Regions from separate parts of the Mus musculus genome. Here region 2 is linked to region 1. Evidence: chromatin contacts called from public ChIA-PET data. All regions are on one chromosome and are shown on one strand. Each heading gives the region's core, a stretch centred on a gene start, on an enhancer-like site or on the middle of the called end of the contact. The rest is flanking DNA. Distances are from core to core; before and after follow the strand shown. Region 1 holds the start of Ube2o (ubiquitin-conjugating enzyme E2O). Region 2 holds the start of Mettl23 (methyltransferase like 23).

Region 1 (4,215 bases), core at 573-3,072:
ATGTGGCTCTGGGCTCTCATCACATCCTCTAGACCAGTTCTCTAAGGGGTCATGACCTTCCAAGTTCCACCCGGGACTCTACATACTCTATACCTATCTATTACAGCCTTGCTTACAAGCTGCCTTAGAGCTGCTTTTTCAGCTATTTAATGAGTATTTGTTTCACGTGCCCAACTAGACTGTCCTCTAGGCACATGTTCATGGCATGCACCACCACACCCAGTTGACAACAACTTAAAAAAATTATTGTGATGATATCTGTGTACATGAGTTTGGGCACATGTGGGCATCTAGAAGATGAAGATGCAGTCACTCTGCAGGGCTACAACTTGATTAGGATGCCAAGGGTGCTTGCTAAACTTGACTGACTAGGAGTGAGGGCACATACCTGTAGTACTCACTAGGGAGGCAGACACTGGCAGATCTCTGTGTTTGAAACCAGCCTGGTTTACAGTGTGAGTTTACATAGATAGGTGGATTTCTGAGAGTCCAGGCCAGTCAGGGCTGCATAGTAAGACTCTGCCTCTTTTTTCTTTTCTTTTCTTTTCTTTTCTTTTCTTTTCTTTTCTTTTCTTTTCTTTTCTTTTCTTCTTTTCTTTTCTTTCTTTCTTTCTTTCTTTCTTTCTTTCTTTCTTTCTTTCTTTCTTTCTTTCTCTCTTTCTCCCCCCCCCACCTTTTTTTGATTTTTCAAGACAGGGGTTTTCTAATATATATATATATATATATATATAAAATTTTAAATTTCAATTAATTTTATTTATTTATTTTGGTTTTATTTTGTAGCCCTGGCTGTCCTGAAACTCACTTTGTTTGGTTTTTTTAAAGGCATTTTTTATTAGATATTTTCTTCATTTACATTTCAAATGCTATCCCCAAAGCCCCCTATACCCTCCCCTGTCACTTTGGGTTTTGTTTTTGTTTTTGTTTTTTGTTTTTGTTTTTGAGACAGGGTTTTTCTGTTTAGTCCTGGCTGTCCTGGAACTCACTCTGTAGACCAGGCTGGCCTCGAACTCAGAAACCCGCCTGCCTCCCAAGTGCTGAGATTAAAGGTGTGTGCCACTGCCTTGCAAGACTCACTTTGTAAGTCATGGCTGGCCTCGAATTCACAGATATCCTCCTGCCTCTGCCTTCCAAGTGCTGGGATTAAAAGCATGTGTCATAACTAAACCGCATTTAAAAAATTTTTGTTTGGCTTTTTTATTCTTTTGTTTGTTTTTACTTTTCGAGACAGGGTTTCTCTGTGTAGCCCTGGCTGTCCTGGACTCACTCTGTAGACCAGGCTGGCCTAGAACTCAGAAGTCCATCTGCCTCTGCTTCCCCAGTGCTGGGATTAAAGGCGTGCGCCACCACTGCTTGGCTTGTTTGGCTTTTTCGAGGCAGGGTTTCTCTGTGTAACCTGGACTTGCTTTGAGACCAGGCTGGCCTAAAACAGAGATGGGCTTGCCTCTGCCTCCTGAGAGCTGGGGGTTAAAGGCGTGGCCACCACGTCAGACCCGGGCATAATTTTTTTTTAAGAAATTACAGTCAGTTTTGCGTGCAGTCCCCGCCCCTCAACTCCGGTAGACCAGTACCCTTCCTCAGGCCCCTAATCCATCTTCGTTCCTGCAGCCCTGCCACGCCCCGCGGCAGTCCTTCCACCCCCGCCCCAAGCATCTTCAGCGTCCCCTAGCGACCGGGCGGCGGCTCCTAGCAACAGCATCCCGGCGCCCTAACGACGGCGGCACGCAGGCCTACGTCAGCGCGCTCGGCCCCGCCCCCGCGCCGCCGGCCCCGCCTCCCCGCGCCTTAGGCTGCCGCCGCCGCTACCGCCGCCGCTGTCGCTGCTGCCGCCGCCCGAGACTCGCGCAGAGCAGTTATGGCGGATCCCGCAGCGCCCGCACCCGCCCAGGCCCAGGCCGCCGCCGCCCCGACCCCGGCCGCAGCCCCCGCCGCCGCCGCCCCGCCGCCCGCGCCCGCTACGGACTCGGCCTCAGGGCCGTCCTCCGACTCCGGCCCCGAAGCAGGCTCACAGCGCCTGCTGTTCTCCCACGACCTGGTGTCCGGCCGTTACCGCGGCTCGGTGCACTTCGGGCTGGTACGCCTCATCCACGGCGAGGACTCGGACTCGGAGGGCGACGATGACGGCCGCGGCAGCTCGGGCTGCTCCGAGGCCGGGGGCGCGGGCCACGAGGAGGGCCGGGCCAGCCCTCTGCGGCGCGGCTACGTGCGCGTCCAGTGGTACCCGGAGGGCGTCAAGCAGCATGTGAAGGAGACCAAGGTGAGGCGGGCCGGGGCGGTCGGCAGGGCTCGGGGAGGGGAACGCCGCCTCGTCGCCCGGTGCACCGTCATCACACCGGCCTGGGCGCGCACGCCGGCAGGGCTGCTCCGGGCGAGGGGAGGGGCCTTGCGAGCGATGCTCGGCTGTGGTGTTGGCCTCGGGGTGATGGACGCGCACGGATGCCCGTGGGGACCTCCTCGGGCGCTGAGGCGCGTTCGGCGTTACACTAGTGCGGCGTTTTTTGCTTACAACCCCCACCGCTAAAGGAGGTCCGTGCTGCATTGTGCTTTCCGAAGGGAAGGCCGTGCCGGGGAGGGCTTGGCTGTGGGTATTCCAAAACAAAGATAGAGGTGAAAACCCAAGAAGTTGAGCAGATGCTGACGGAATGCATGGTGGGGCAGCGGCCCCACGTCTTTTTTGTTGTAACCCCTCTGCATCCTTTGAATTGCCTCGGAGAACTTTATGAGGGAAATGATGAACCAGTCCAGGGCCATGATATTAATAGTACTGAGGGAGATGGTGGCAGCTGCGACTGGGTGTCTAGGACTTCTTGGGGTGGGGTGGCCTATGAAATCGTGGACAGAAGAGAGAGGGACCAATGGGAAAAGCTGCATCTTGTTTTTTCGTTCTTTTGGTTTTAACCTGGGGCTCTTAAGCAAATACCACATTCTCCCACTGTTCGGGAAAGAGGCTTGTGAATGGAGCAGTTCTACAAGAGCGGACTGACATCATAAACCTAAGCCAAGATTGGTTTGCAGGCTTGTTTTCCTGAGTGTGTGGTTTTGTATCTGTCTCTCACATATCTTTACCTCACAGCTCCTCCTGTCCTGCCCCTCCCCATCAGGAAACATTTCTAAGCATGAATCAGGTCCCTGGAAGTGAGAGATCTGCTTTGGGGGAAGGCTGTTAAGTCACTGTTTTTTGCAGTGCTGAGGGTTGAACCCAGGAACTTGATGCTAAACCTCCAGCACTTTGACGTAGAGCTACGTCCTAAACCATTCTACTTTATTTTGAGAGTAAACCTTGCCAACTTGTTCAGATTGGTTTGGAAATTAAGATATTCTCACCTCAAGCCTAGACAGTATAGAGGAGCCAAGCCACCAAAACAATCGCAGGGGGCTCTTCAGAAATTAATATAAGGCTGTATGGTGACTCATGTCTTTGTTTTTTCCAGACAGGGTTTCTCTGCGTAGCCCTGGCTGTCCTGGAACTCACTCTGTAGACCAGGCTGGCCTTGAACTCAGAAATCCGCCTGCCTCTGCCTCCCAAGTGCTGGGATTAAAGGCATGCAGCACCACTGCCTGGCGACTCATGCCTTTAATCCCAGCACTAGGGAGGCTGATGAGGCAGGAGGATCTCTTGGGTTTAAGGCCATCCTGGTCTACAGAGTGGACAGCCAGAGTTACATAATAAGACCTTGTCTCAAAGCAAACAAACAAACAAACAAAAAAGGTTTCTCACACTGGGTAAAAAAGACAGCAGAGGCACATGGCTTCATGCCATACTAAGAAGGGAGACACTGCAGCCAGAGGATGGCAGGAGACCAGCTGGGAAAAAGCCTGACTCTGAGGAGAGGCTGTGATCTAGTTCTTGTGCAGGGGTGATCTGTCTTTCAGTAACCAGTGTGTACCCACATCCACATGAAGCACACACGCAGACACACGGTCTCAGCTTTTCCTCAGGAACACGTAAGTAAGTCAGGCAACAGCTTCTGATTCTTAGGAAAACTGAGTTCACTGGCAAAAGTGTTTGGAAAGTGCTCCATTTTGCAGCAGAATGCTTATTAAAAACCATCACAGTTGTTGTATCTGGGAAGAAGGGTTATTGCGCTCATTCTGTGTCTGCATTGTGGGGCCAGAGGTTTTCTGTAAGGTTCAGAAAATATGTTCTGTCAGCCAGCTACTCCAGAAGTTTGACTCCCACCCTGGCTGAGGGATATGAGCCTAGCTCTGCCACTG
Region 2 (4,215 bases), core at 925-3,424, 260 kb before region 1:
CAGCCAGAACTCCATAATGAAATCCAGTCTCAAAAAACAAATATCAGTACCTAAGCATGAGACCCTGACTTAACATATGTCTATAACACAATGGATTAGGCTTTGAGTACAATAAAGGCCCAGAGAAGGATGTTTCTAGAAGAAATGCAGATTTGTGTATAAAAACCCCGGGGTTCTTTACTCATATTGAGTGTCTTTACTCCCTAAATTTGGAAGGAAATTCAAGAGTTTTTGACATGAAGACATTTGGAAGCTACAGAAACAAGTTGTTTTGGTCTGCCTCTTATGTGTTTTCCCCTGTAACACTGACCTGCTGAGAAAGGACAAACTAAAAACAAGGAGGACATGGGAAAGTCAAGATCTCATCCCTAAGACTAGTCTCTCACCAAGTGAGGATCAAATTTTAGTACAACTAACAAAATTCACCGTGACATTTGTCTACAGAGGAGCAGAGTTCTTTATATTGACATATTTCAAACCAGAATGTTCTATGGTTTTATTTACTAAAACAAGTTTCTTAGAAATTCCTGAAACAGCCGGGCGTGGTGGCGCACGCCTTTAATCCCAGCACTCGGGAGGCAGAGGCAGAGGCAGGTGGATTTCTGAGTTCGAGGCCAGCCTGGTCTACAAAGTGAGTTCCAGGACAGCCAGGACTATACAGAGAAACCCTGTCTCGAAAAACAAAACAAGACAAACAAACAAAAAAATTCCTTAAACAATTTAACTCCAGATGTTACCAAATCATTCATATGGCTATTAAGACACTCAAGTGCAGTATTCTGACTTATGAAGTCTGTACCCCATGCCTTCTTGTCCTTTTCCTAGTTGTCTATTAATGCCCAAACTTAAAAAGATCCAGGTTATTAGTATCTTCCAACTCTGCTTCACGCTTATTTGTCCTGAAATATTTCTCTGTAGTACACAGCCAAGAATCTCTTCTCTAATGTTAGAGGCTGCTGGGAGGGCGGAGGAATACACCTTTAATCCCAACACTCCAAAGGCAGAGGCACGGTGAACCCTGAGTCCAGACTGGTTCACAGAATGTGTTCCACAATAACCAGGGATACATAGAGAGACCCTGTCTCAAAACAAAATCTCTGCTTCACTTGTGTAGAAGTCTGGGAAAAAAAACAAACAAACGAGGACTGCTACAGGTGGCAGCATTGTATAGCAGAAGGCTATACCTTCTGCTCCCCTTACTATTGCCAGGGACACCTACCTACCTATGGTCCAGCTGCCTACATTACAACACGAAAATCCTTTGTAAAACCCGACTACCTGGGAAGAGTTAGTCAGTTTTAGAGTAGCTATGAGCTCGGAGGGAACAAGCCAGTGCCGATGTATAAAATTTTATTGGGGTGTTGGAGACAGGAATCCCTGGTCCCAAAATTTAAACAGCAAAGATTACGGGGTTTGGGATAAACTCAAAAGCACAACTATCATCTATCGTGTATGGATCTTGGATTCGAGCCCCGGCACTGTTTAAGCCAGCATGGTGGCGCACACTCCTAACCCTAAGAAGCGGGAAACGGGGGTTCAAATTCAAAGCCTGCCTGAGCTCAGAAATAAAACAGAGAGTTAGGGCTACCACTCAGTGGCGGAGCACTTGCCTAACAGGCAGAGGTTCAATCAAGAGTACCCGGAGGTTTGGTGGGGAGGGGGGCAGGCCGTGTTAGATATACTGACAGATGCTTTCAAAAGAGTACAAAGTTAGCATCACAGGACAAGACAGCCACTTTCCTGGTGGAATTCAGTGAACTTCCTGGCACTGTCCCTAAATGTGTCACTGGAGCGCACTTAACCCCTCACCGGGCTTCACACCAGACCTGGTGCTAATGAACGAAGCCGAGAACTGAAGGACAACCCACTCCCGCTCCAAACAGGGGGCTCCCACGTGGGTGCCGCCGCACGCACCTGCGGGACGCGGACCTCCAGCACCGCCCGATTGCCTCCGGGAACTGGCTCCTCCCGGAACCGAAAGAGCTGGGTCCCGGCCATGAGGCCGGGCTCGCACGTAGGGGAGTCCAGGGACGCCGGGTCAGGAGGCGGTGCCCAAGGAGCGCGGGGCCGGACACTGTCCATGGCAAACACAGGAAGCCGGAGGCCGCAGCGGGCCCGGCCGGAAGGAGACCGCAGGGAAGCGACGCGCAGACGGAAGTGTTGCGTAGGCCAAAGCAGGGAGGGGCAGGGCGTCGGCGACGCGACCTTCCCAACATGGCGCCCAATTGGCGTGCATGAAGGCGGGTCTGGCAGGTCGCTGAGGCCAATGGCGGACCGCATGAGGCGGTGGGGCGGGGAGGAAGGCCGCTGTTCGCCCAACCCAAAGCTCCGGTGGCGGCTGAGGAGTGAATCTTCTGGAAGGCGACTTTAAAGGCGCCGGGCCGGAGCGAAGGGCGTCTCGGGGCCGCGCCAGCCAGGGAGGGAGGGCGCGTTTGGTGGCAGGAAACGCGAGCCGCGTCGGGGTCGGGGCGGAACCGGACGGCGAGCGGCTCACGATGAACCACAAGAGCAAGAAGCGCATCCGCGAGGCCAAGCGAAGTGCGCGGCCGGAGCTCAAGGACTCGCTCGACTGGACCCGGCACAACTACTACGAGAGCTACCCGCTGAACCCCGCGGCCGTGCCGGTGAGCGGGGCGCGGGACCCCACACGACGGCTGCCCGCCTTCCGAGGGCCGCTGGTCCCCCGATGGGGCCCCGCAGCCCGGCTGTCAAAACTCGCTCGGTCGTGGGAGCTTCGGGCCCCTCCCTCCCGTGAAGGGGTGGCTCCGGGTGCGACGTGCTCGCCCGCACGCACGTGGGCCTCCTTCCGTCCCTCCGGCCCCCTGGAGGAGCAGAGGCTCGCTCGTTCCTTGCTCGTGTGTGCCATTGCTCACGGGTGTCTTTGCTAATTGGCCCTGTGGGACACCTTTATCCGCCACTGGACTTGTTCCAGTGTCCTAACGGGACAGGTCTTTTGTTGTTCCCGCAGGATAACGTGGAGAGAGCTGATGCCTTACAGCTGTCGGTGAAAGAGTTCGTGGAGCGCTACGAGAGGCCTTACAAGCCCGTGGTTCTGCTCAATGCACAAGAGGGCTGGTCCGCACAGGAGAAATGGACTCTGGAGCGCCTCAAAAGGAAATACCGGAACCAGAAGTTCAAGTGCGGCGAGGATAATGACGGCTACTCGGTTAAGATGAAGATGAAGTACTACATCGAGTACATGGAGAGCACCCGCGATGACAGTCCCCTTTACATCTTCGATAGCAGCTATGGCGAACACCCCAAAAGAAGGAAACTTTTGGAAGACTACAAGGTGCCCAAGTTTTTCACAGATGATCTTTTCCAATACGCGGGGGAGAAACGCAGACCCCCTTACAGGTAAATTATTTCACGTTAAGTTTTCAAAAACCATGGACAGTGACAGGCAGTGGTATTTTTGTAAGGCCAGCCTGGGCTACAGAATGAGTTCCAGGACAGCAAGGGCTACACAAAGAAACCCTGTCTCTGGATAAACACACACAAATCCGCAAGCCTGTTAGCAGAACTCTGTCTAACCTTGTAAAAGCAATGAAAGTCTTCCCTACACATTGACCTGTTTATAGTCCTACTTCGGAAGAAGGATTCCATGGGGGTGGGGGGGTGGGGAGGCATCTGGATTCCTCCAGGGCATTTTTTTTTTTTTAAATAAAACTTCATGCATGTATATGTTTTACCAGTCTCTGCCTGTTGGTTGAGGTCAGAACCTCAGGAGCTGCAATTATGGATAGTTGTGAGCCATTGGGATCATGTGAGGTGCTAAGAATTGAACCTTGGTGCTTTGAGGAATTGAGTGCTTCTAACCTGAGCCGTCTCTGCCCAGCCCCAGGTCATTTTAGTGCAACCATTGCTTTATCAAGGAAGTTTTATTTCTATTTTTACAAGTGTGGTTTCTTATACTGACTCTTTGTAACTCACTGTGTTACCAGGTTGACCTTAAACTCACAGAGATCTGCCTTCTAAGTGCTAGACATTAAAGATGTTCAATATTGCACCAGGCTTGGTTTGGGTGTTTTGAGATAGGGGTCTCTGTGTAGCACTGGTAGGCTTTGAAATTAAGATCCATCTGTGTCTGTCTCCAGGATGTTGGTATTAAGAGCTTGGGCTACCACACCTAGTGGATCAATAAAAGTCCAGCAGTAATTTGCATCAGTCCATTATTTTTTCTGTTAGACGTCAGTTCATATATAGTTCACTTAA

Evidence for each region. ChIA-PET counts read pairs in DNA pulled down with a chosen protein or histone mark.
Region 2: an RNA polymerase II ChIA-PET map of effector CD8 T cells shows a contact between it and region 1, with 15 read pairs. The contact joins the promoter of Mettl23 here to the promoter of Ube2o in region 1. A contact is called at or near these places in 12 of 39 promoter capture datasets (the 3T3-L1 cell line, 3T3-L1-derived adipocytes, the HPC-7 cell line and 7 more), 2 of 484 Hi-C or Micro-C datasets (embryonic stem cells and stem cell-derived neurons), 15 of 115 datasets of contacts at active chromatin or transcription factors (the 230-238 cell line, bone marrow-derived macrophages, double positive thymocytes and 10 more) and 3 of 9 other capture datasets (adipose tissue, liver and pancreatic islet).

The regions. Positions count from the first base shown.
Region 1 is chr11:116,579,054-116,583,268 of GRCm38.p6, reverse strand. Ube2o (ubiquitin-conjugating enzyme E2O) reads left to right here and starts at 1,822. Exons shown (of 18, transcript NM_173755.3): 1 at 1,822-2,257. The coding sequence starts at 1,856.
Region 2 is chr11:116,841,474-116,845,688 of GRCm38.p6, reverse strand. It overlaps Mettl23 (methyltransferase like 23), which reads right to left and starts at 2,174. Exons shown (of 5, transcript NM_028865.3): 1 at 1,915-2,174. The coding sequence starts at 2,082. It overlaps Jmjd6 (jumonji domain containing 6), which reads left to right and starts at 2,240. Exons shown (of 6, transcript NM_033398.3): 1 at 2,240-2,624; 2 at 2,969-3,357. The coding sequence starts at 2,496.